3 separate regions of the Ovis aries genome follow, and all the other regions are linked to region 1. Evidence: chromatin contacts called from public Hi-C data. All regions are on one chromosome and are shown on one strand. The core of a region is the stretch at or near the end of the contact, and the rest is flanking DNA. Distances in the headings are between cores, read along the strand shown. Region 1 overlaps ARMC12 (armadillo repeat containing 12). Region 2 has its middle 6.5 kb from the start of TULP1. Region 3 has its middle 24 kb from the start of TULP1.

What was found. A called contact is a pair of places that touch in the nucleus more often than the background predicts.
Region 2: a contact with region 1 is called in a Hi-C map of liver, with 4 times the contacts expected there. The contact joins two enhancer-like sites. A contact is called at or near these places in 4 of 16 Hi-C or Micro-C datasets (blood, liver, omental adipose tissue and 1 more).
Region 3: a contact with region 1 is called in a Hi-C map of liver, with 5 times the contacts expected there. The contact joins two enhancer-like sites. A contact is called at or near these places in 10 of 16 Hi-C or Micro-C datasets (blood, hypothalamus, liver and 5 more).

Annotation. Positions count from the first base shown.
Region 1 is chr20:9,854,259-9,857,418 of ARS-UI_Ramb_v3.0, forward strand. It overlaps ARMC12 (armadillo repeat containing 12), which reads left to right. Exons shown (of 9, transcript XM_060403597.1): 3 at 1-3,160. Among named protein-coding and RNA genes, the nearest start is that of ARMC12, 5.3 kb to the left of the region's middle. Within about 2 kb of position 1,688, at least 42 of the 54 cell types and tissues checked have an H3K27ac peak or open chromatin away from gene starts, as enhancers often do. A contact at or near this core is called in liver, where this site is marked.
Region 2 is chr20:9,606,236-9,609,395 of ARS-UI_Ramb_v3.0, forward strand. No RefSeq gene overlaps it. Among named protein-coding and RNA genes, the nearest start is that of TULP1, 6.5 kb to the left of the region's middle. Within about 2 kb of position 1,561, at least 19 of the 54 cell types and tissues checked have an H3K27ac peak or open chromatin away from gene starts, as enhancers often do. A contact at or near this core is called in liver, where this site is marked.
Region 3 is chr20:9,623,755-9,626,914 of ARS-UI_Ramb_v3.0, forward strand. No RefSeq gene overlaps it. Among named protein-coding and RNA genes, the nearest start is that of TULP1, 24 kb to the left of the region's middle. Within about 2 kb of position 1,712, at least 2 of the 54 cell types and tissues checked have an H3K27ac peak or open chromatin away from gene starts, as enhancers often do. A contact at or near this core is called in liver, where this site is marked.

The DNA.
Region 1 (3,160 bases), core at 438-2,937:
TGTGCTCCAGCAAGGAACAGAAAACCACTGAGGAGGGTGGAGGGCAGAAAAGAGTGCAAGCAGTGGCTTTGGGGTTTACAGAGGGATCTTGCCATTGGAGATCCCAGCCTGCCTAGCTCTGGGTTGCTGGTCTGATGCCCTTAAGTTGTTCTCTTTCTTGGCACCACATCACACACACACACACACACACACAGACCCAGTGAGCTTGATCCCATCACCACCTCATAACCCAGCTCAAAGGCTCTGATAATCTCCACCCCGCTTGGATCATTTTGTCATCAACTTCCCTCTAAGCCTTATGGGTGGCCTTTAATCTTTCCTAGATTTTATTGCTTCATTATGTCCTGTAATATTTTCAGCTTCAAATATTATAAGCTCCTTCACGGCAGAGACAGGGTTTATTTATTTACTTGTTTAATATCATCTGTCTTGAAAAGAAAGACTAAGTAAGATTGGGCTCTTGGATTTTGAAGGCCACAAGGACCTAGGTGCAACACTTAGCTGTATGGCCTTGGGCAAGCCTCTTCACCTTTCTGAGCCTGCTTCATCTGTAAAAGGTGAGAGAGGCAAAGATTACAGAGAACATAGTGCTGGCTGCAAAGCGAGCAGACAGCAGCCCTGCTCTGCGGGAGCTTTTCTTGAATTGGGGGATGCGGTACCTTAACTACTGTCCTCCAACCCCCAACTAAGACATTTCTAAGCGATTAGAAGGGACAGTTAACACCAGTTCCACGGAGGTAACCCAGGATGCATAGCCACTCTACCCTGACTCAAAATAATCAGCGAGGGCAGGGTTCGGATCCAGCGCCGCCAGAACGCAGTGCCTAAGCCTGATGCCAAGCACGGTTCAAGCTCAACGAACGTCTGTCGAATGAACCGCACCTGTCCGGCCCTCAGCTTTTTGGAGCACCAGCGAGCGAAAAGCAAAGATTGAAAAGGCCGCCCACGCCGCCTCCCCACCCCAACGCACCCCCCACCCCCGGGTCCCAGTGTCTCTAGCAACCATGTTTCGCTAAGGTCTCTCCTTCCCCAGCCTGCGTCTCCGCCCCTGGTTGCCTTGGAAACAGTGACGTGTACGCGAAGGGCGTGACCTCTCTCCATCCTCTCCCGGAGAGCCGGGGGCCCCCTTCTCATCCCAACCAGGGAGAGGATGAGGTTGGGGTCCTCGACCTTGCTGACCCTACGTCTGGTCTGGCGCGGACGCTAACTCCGCCCAGCTGGCTGCCCTCCTCGGTCGCGGGACTCGCCGGATTTGCGGGCACCCCCACCCCCAGCCCACCTGGCACCAGTGGTGAGCTGGTCTGGGGGGTCCGGAGAAGGCTGGCTTCAGGCCCTAGGATCTCTCTTCATCCCGTCCCCTCCCACCCCCGACGGGCCAGTGGATCCGGAGAACCGAGCCCCAGCGCTGGGCCGGGGCCCTTCTTCCCATGCCGCCCTGGATCGAGCTCCCTGTCCTGGGGGTGGGCGGGAAGGGTGGGACCCCCCTCCCCAGCAAGGGCGCGCTGGGCGCTGCGAAGCGCGGAAGGGAAAGAGTTAAACAAGGTGCCGGCGGCGGGAGTGGGGGATGGGAGCGGAGGGAAAGTGAGAGCGGGGGCGGGGGTGGGGGGGCCCGAGCGAAAGAACATCCTGTGCCCGCCGCCGGATGCGCGCGGGGCGGGGGAGGAGCGGGGAGCAATCGGAGGAGGGGGGGCAAGACGGGGGAGGCCAAGGGCGGGAGGAGCCTCGGCCTCCGCCCCACGCCCAGTCCTCCTTCTGCGGGGGGCGCCGCCCCCTTCGCTTCCCCGGGTTTTCGCCGCCTTTTTCCCGCGTCCCCACGGCTTCTCTGGCGTCATGAGCTACTCAAGAGGCCCGCCAGCCTGGTTCCCGGCCCGGGGTCTGCGCGAGCTTGGATGGCACGATCTCGGAGCACGTGGGGTCCACGTCAGGGCGCGGGCTGTCCCCAGACGTGCACCTCTCTGCTCTCTGCGGGGGCAGCTCGCACGTGCAGAGCTTCCCCATTCACCTGGAGTCACGGGCGTACAGCGTCGCATTCAGTTCTGAAGGCGCACTTCCGTGTAGTAGGCGGGTATTGATAGACCCGTTTTCCGGAGGAGGAAACTGAGACTCAGATTATGGAACTTGCCCAAACCGAAGCTCGAAGGACTCCAATGCGCTTTTCATTATAGAGTAAGCTGATTTCCCCTTGGCGTCTCCTGGGCATGCAGGTGCGGGACGCCTCCTGGGTCACACTTCTTAATGGCATACTTGCACAGTAGGTCCCCAATAGCATGTCAGTCTCCTCTAATTAACTAGGCTGAAACACCCATGCTTAGAGTCCTGATCGAGTAAGCAGGTAGTCTTGGGGGTTTACACGTGGAAGGATGGTTTTTAGGAGCTGAATAGCCCAGGGCAATGGGCCGGGTGCCCCTAGCTCTCCAGGTTTAGGTATTTGGTGGGGTTGAAGGGTTCAAGGAGGACTCCAAAACTGGCAAAGAAAGTAAATGGGCTACAGGAGTTGAGATTGATTAGCCTGAAGACGACCAGAGTGGGAGGGATAGAGGATAAGGGAAGAGATTGAAAAATGTACCTTTTAGGCCTCATAGAGGCCAACCGTCTGAGTGCTCACTTCCTTCCCACCCCTGACATTTTTGTCCAAGGGGAAGCCTGCTTGTAATTGAAATGATCACAGTCACATTTGGTGAGCTCTGTGTGCCGAGCACTGTTCTGATAAACCCAAGAAGTAGGTATTACTATTTTACCCATTTTATAGGTGTGGAAAATGAGGCACAAAAAGATTACAAAGCTAACTCAGTAACTGAGTAGGAAGTCTGGGTTGAACCCACACTCAATAAATTGCACCTAGTGAAAGAAAGTGAAGTCACTCAGTTGTGTCCGACTCTTTGTGACCCCATGGACTGCAGCCCACCAGGCTCCTCCGTCCATGGGATTTTCCAGGCAAGAGTACTGGAGTGGGTTGCCATTGCCTTCTCCAGAGGATCTTTCCGACCCAGGGATCGAACCTGGATCTCCCGCATTGTAGGCAGACGCTTTTACCGTCTGAGTCACCAGGGAAGTTACTGGAACATGTTGGGAAATCAACCCTGAATATTAATTGGAAGGACTGATGCTGAAGCTCCAATAACTTCGGTCACCTGATTCGAAGAAAAGACCCTGATGCTGG
Region 2 (3,160 bases), core at 311-2,810, 250 kb before region 1:
GTTTCTTATTCTGTCTTGATCTGCAACATGTGTGCAGATCAACATGTGTGACTCTAGTGTTTTTAGCCTTTAAAGATACAGATTTCTGGCACAAGTGGGCCCTTAAATGCCTGTCTCTCCACCTAGTGCTCAGGGGAGGAGATGTGGCCTTCTTCTGCCCCTGGTGGAGCAGCCCTCTGGCTGTTGTTCAAAGTCCGTTTGTGCCTCCAATGTGGTGTATGTGGTGGCAGGTACACTATTTGACAGGCGGTTTATGAGAGTTTTTCTTCAAAAACTTTTCCTTTTTGTCCCCTCCAATGTTCATTTTTTTTCCTCCAGTGGTGTTTTTTTATTTTTGAAACAACTTCATATTGACACATAAGTTTCAAGAATAGTGTGATGAACTCTGGAATACCCTTGGCCAGAGACCGATAGATTTTTCCTGCTGTCCCAGTAATGGCCCTTCTAGGTTCAGGGGAACACTTTGCATTGGTTGTGATGTCTCTGTAGTCCTTCTCAATCTCTGAGGAATTGTCAAGGGCAGTTCTGCTCTGTGCGATTTTCACTTACAGGGGTGTGTGTGCGCGCGTCAGTCACTTAGTCGTGTCTGACTCTTTGTGACCCCATGGACTGTAGCCCACCAGGCTCCTCTGTCCATGGAATTCTCCAGGCAAGAATACTGGAGTGAGTTGCCATTTCCTTCTCCATCACTTATGGGTAATTACCCTGATTTAACAGTTGCCTTCAGGCCCAGCCTCCGCATAAGACGCCACTTCCTAGACATTGCCTCAACTGAATCCTTGAGGATGAACAGGGACTATGAACCCAACCTAAAGCCGTGTAAGTGACAGGTAACAGAAGCCCAGTGTAAACTAGCATAAGCACAAAAGGATTGCACCCTCAACTGGGTCAGCTAGAGGGAGTCTCACTTCTGGCATGGCTGTACCCAGGGGCTCAAAAGGCGTCCCCAAGTCCCCCTCTCTCACCCTCTCTGCTCTCCTCTGCGTTCCTGGGAAAGGTGACCTCAGACGACTCCCTGAGCTCATCAGCTCCCCCAAGCGGAGGCCTGACTGGCTGCACCTTGGTCCCTTGCTTACCCCTGGATCTAAGTCCTAGGATGGATGTACTCTGATTGGCCAGCTCAGACCTATGCCCGCCTCTGGGCGGGGCTCTCTGTGATTTGCGAGAACAGTAGTTCTGAAAAAGGAAAGAGGATTTCTTCTTCTGACCTTTCGGTGAGCAGTCCGCACCTGCGCTGTTGTGGCAGTGAGGAATAATAATAGCAGCAGCAGCCGGAACATTTATTGAGAGCTTGCTGGGTTCTGGGCATCGTTCTAAGTGGGTTTCCTATCAGTTAGCTCATTTAATACTTAGCCATATTGTGCCGTCGATTTTTTACTTTCATACATGCTTTCCATACCAGCAACTTCACAGACAGGTGCAGTCACTTGCCCAAGGCCAACACAACTAGTACACAGCAGAACCCGGGGCCCCACACCCTCGGGCGTCACTCTAGAGTGCGTCCTGGTGCACACAGAAGTTCGCCCTCCAGTTACCTCTCAGTGGTAGAACCAGGTCACCTGCTCCAGGCTGGGGCTGTCACGTGGCACGGTCACTCCCGCCCCCCCCCCCAACCAGTGCACCTGTGAACCTGGGGCAAGTGGAACGACTGGGCCCAGATCGTTTATGGGAGATTTGCTGTTACCCACAGAGCAGAGAGCAGAGCCCCGAGCCCCAGGAAACAGAAAACAGGAGTGACTTTAGCGCAGTGGTTAACACGGGCTGCCCACAAGAATACTCAGGGGGGAGCTGAAGCCATATCCCAGGCCAAGTAACCAGAATCTCTGGGGTGGAGCCCAGGCATGAATATTCTTTAAGTTTCCCCAGGTGAATTCAGTGTCCAGCCCAGGCGGATAATCACTAGTTTGTAGGCTCTCTGCTGCTGCTGCTGCTGCTAAGTCGCTTCAGTCGTGTCCGACTCTGTGCGACTCCATAGACGGCAGCCCACCAGGCTCCCCGGTCCCTGGGATTCTCCAGGCAAGAAACTGGAGTGGGTTGCCATTTCCTTCTCCAATGCATGCAAGTGAAAAGTGAAAGTGAAGTCGCTCAGTCGTGTCCAACTCTTCACTACCCCATGGACTGCAGCCCACCAGGCTCCTCTGTCCATGGGATTTTCCAGGCAAGAGTACTGGCGTGGGTTGCCATTGCCTTCTCCTTGTAGGCGTTCTAGCTTAATAGAAATAACCATAGTTTAAGATCTGCCTGGGTTTGACTGTTCTTTAGTGAGAAAGCATGAAGGTTCTGGCTGAATCAGTTTTGCAAGGTTTTTGCGTAACCTGAGTGTCCAGAGCTGAAAAGCCTGAGGCTGTTTTGAAGAATCAAGCAGTATATTAAATTCTGGTGAAAGTTTCTAACTCTGTAGCTTTCCTTTCTGAAAAAAGAAAATAAAATCCTTTAAAGAAAGATCCACCTGGGCTTGAGGTCTGGCTCCACTGTCGCAATGTGTGATTTTGTGCCGGTCACTCACCTTCTCTACGTCTCAATTTCCTCGTCTGTGGGAAAGGTTCTAAGTCCCTCTTCTTTATGTGAAGATCAAATGAGATGATACCTATAAGACCTCCAGCCTAGAACTGGCATTCAGCTCCATTCTTACTATCAAGGGGGAGTCAGGACAGAAGTGGCTTCTTCAGGACCGTCCAGGGAGTCAGTGCCAACGACTCACCATCCCTAGGTTGAGGCTGTGGAAGGGACTCTGGGAGCCTCAGACCCCAGCCCCTCCCGCCTTGATCTTTCACCCTCGCGGAGGGACCTAAGGCTTCTGAGTAGGGTGAGCTTGGGATGGAATGGGCCAGGTGGGAGTTGGGGCAGAGTTGGATGGGGAAACGGGGAAGTCAGGGTGTGCGCACTGACTTAGTCTTACCACCAGGAGGCGACAGGAACCCACCCACTGCGAGAAGAACAGTCAGGCTGAAGGAGCAGACGACTGGGGATAACACAAAGATATTAGAGGACTTTTTGGAGTACTAGGTAAATGCTAAAGCCTCATTTTCTTTCATTTCCATTTACTTCATGCAGGAGTCCTGGGGTAGGCGCCACTGCCCTCCTTTATGGGATGAAACTGAGGTGGTGCTGGTGACTGGCAACCAGGAATTTAACTGAAATCAGTTGGACTCCAGGTTAG
Region 3 (3,160 bases), core at 462-2,961, 230 kb before region 1:
GAAGCTGAGACTGCTTCCTGGTCAGTTGGGGTTCCTCATGTCACTGAGCCAACAGGTAAACGAAGGGGTTACTCTACTTGCTGGAATGACTGAACCTGGTGACTAAGGGAAAAGGGGGCTGCTACTACACAGTGACGTCAGACATCTAGAATCAGGGATGTTTTCCGGGGTGCCTCTTAGTGCTTCACATTTCCAAGTAAAAGTGAATGGAAAACAATAGCAACCAACAAAAGACACTGAGAACTCATACCCTTCATATTAAATAAAGGGCTACCCCACCACATAAATAATTCAACCAGCTAAGGTGCTAGCTGAAGGAAGAAGGAACACAGGATGGGGAATGGAAGAAAGAAACTATTGACATCAAGTACAGTCTTGTAGTGAATTACCAGAATGAGAATAGGCTAGCTAGGTACACTTTCTTACTTATTCTATACACACATACACACTCACACTCACACACACACACACACACACACACACACACACAGCTAGTTTCCTAGTGCTGCCGTAACAAAGGCACAGGGTGAGTATCTTAAAAACAACAGAAATTTATTTTCTGACAGTTCAGGAGGTGGAGTCTGAAATCAAGGTGTGGTCAGGATCATGCTCTCTTCACTGGCGCAAGGGAATACTTTTTTGTTGCCTCTTTTTCAGTTTCTGGTGGTTTCTTGGCTTGTATACACATCACCCTAATCTCTGCCTCTGAGAACATGCTGTTCTTTCTGGGTCCGTATCTTCACATGTCATTTGCCACTTCCTGTAGGAACACTAGTCAGATTAGATTAGGGTCCACCCTAATGACCTCATCTAGACTTTTCAGTTTCATGCATTGGAGAAGGAAATGCAACCCACTCCAGTGTTCTTGCCTGGAGAATCCCAGGGACGGCGGAGCCTGGTGGGCTGCCGTCTATGGGGTTGCACAGAGTCGGACACGACTGAAGCGACTTAGCAGCAGCAGCAGACTTTATTACATCTGCAAAGACCCTATCTCTAAATGAGGTCACATTCTGAGGTACTGAGGGTCAGGACATTAGCCCATCCTTTCGGGAGACCCAACTCTCCCTATAAGACACACACACACATGCACGTGTGTGAAGTTGCTCAGTCGTGTCTGACCCTTTGCAACCCTATGGACCATAGCCCGTCAGGCTCCTCTGTCCATGGGATTCTCTAGGCAAGAATACTGGAGTGGATTGCCATGCCCTCCTCCAGGGGATCTTCCCGATCCAGGAATGGAACCCACTTCTCTTTTATCTCCTGCGTTGGAGGCGGGTTCTTTACCACTAGTGCCACCTGGGAAGCTACTGCCCCCACACCCCGCCCCCATACAAACACATATACATATAAAAGAAATATATATATATAATATAGCTTTATATTATCAGCATCAATGTAGTTATTAACATCGTTTAGCGATGGCTGTACAGACTTAGTGCATCCCCTTTTGGGGAAAGGCTGAGAATATCTTCATTTATTTGAAGGATAGTTGGATCTAGCTTGTTAGGCAGAAGCATCAATTTGTTTTGTGGGAATATGGAAGTTCAAATGTAGGTGGCAGGGTGGAACTGGATGCTGAGGAGCCAGGGGGTGGCTTGGATGGATTGCTACTGTCTTTTCGCTCCAAATCGACCCTTTTGTGCTCTGCTCTGAAGTGCTGGAGCTGGAACTCGGCGGCGTTTCTCCTGCTAGATAGCGTCCTGCGGGCTTCTGCCAGCAGGGGGCGCTAGAGGGAAGACCAGGCGGCCAGAGCTGAGACGTGCCCGGTGCTTGCTGGGCTTGCGCAGTATTTCACCAGCAATGCGCGCATGTCACACCGGGCAGCAAAGGTTGGCTTCCGCCTCCAGCTTGATGTGGGGGTCCAGGCTTCAGCCTCCCCGCAGTCTCCCGATACACTCACATGATGCCACAGCATCTCTCCTTGGGGGTGGAGCCCAGTACCAGCCCTTCCTCGGAGCAGTTGGGATGGTAGCAGCCGCTGGATCCCACCTCTTTTCCGAGGTCCAGAACTCACCTCCAAGCTGCTGCTGCTGCTAAGTCACTTCAGTCAGTCCTGTCCGACTCTGTGCGACCCCATAGACGGCAGCCCACCAGGCTCCGCCGTCCCTGGAGGCCTCCCCTTTAGCGACTTTTCATCATTCCCCCAGCGCTTCAGGTGGGAGTTGCTTCTTGGGGTAGCGTATATCTTGGTTCGACCTCAGTGTCCTCTTTTTGTTTTTTGAGTCCTCCAGCCCCTGTTTAATCACTGTCCTATCTCACATTCTGTTAAAATAACCAGTATGAAACCTGTTTTCTTTTATTTGTTTATTTGGCTGTTTTAGTCCTTTGTTGCAGCAGGCAGGATTTAGTTCCCTGACCAGGGACTGAACCCAGGGCCTCTGCATTGGGAGCATGGAGTCTTAGCCATTGGGTCACCAAGGAAATCTCTGGAACCTCTTGTCTTGACTGGACCCTGACTGATACAGATGATTTCCAGACAAGGGGGAACACATCAACTTTATTAAAATCAGAAGTCAAAGACTCTGTTTTATAAATTTTTGCATACCCATAAGACTGAATGCTGGCTGAATGGCATCACCGACTCAATGGACATGGGTTTGGGTGGACTCCAGGAGCTGGTGATGGACAGGGAGGCCTGGCATGCTGCAGTTCATGGGGTCGCAAAGACTCAAGACATGACTGAGCGACTGAACTGAAGACTGAATGCTGAGTTATATAAATTTTCAGTAAAGGGTTGAGTCATGTGTATTGAATGAATCAATGTGCCCATGAAAGATATCCATATCCTAATCCATGGAGCCTGAGGGTGGGGGTGGGAGGATCTTTGCAGATGTGATTAAGAATGTTGAGATGAGGTAACTATCCTACGTTATCCAAGTGGTCCCTGAAAGCACACACATGTAATCTTCTTACAAGAGGGATGCTGAGGAAGTTTGATAGAGAAAATGGTTATGTGAAGATGGAGCTAAGGGAGATTTTAAGATGCTGGCCTGAAAGATGAGGGTGATGTGGCTATAAGCCCAAGGGCTGCTGGCAGCCAGCCACTGGATGCAGCGTGGAGCAGGTTCTCCTCTAGGGCCTCTAGACGTGGGAAGGAGTAAGTTTCTGTTGTTTTAAGCCATCAAGTTTGTGATAATTTTTTACAGCAGCCACAGGAATG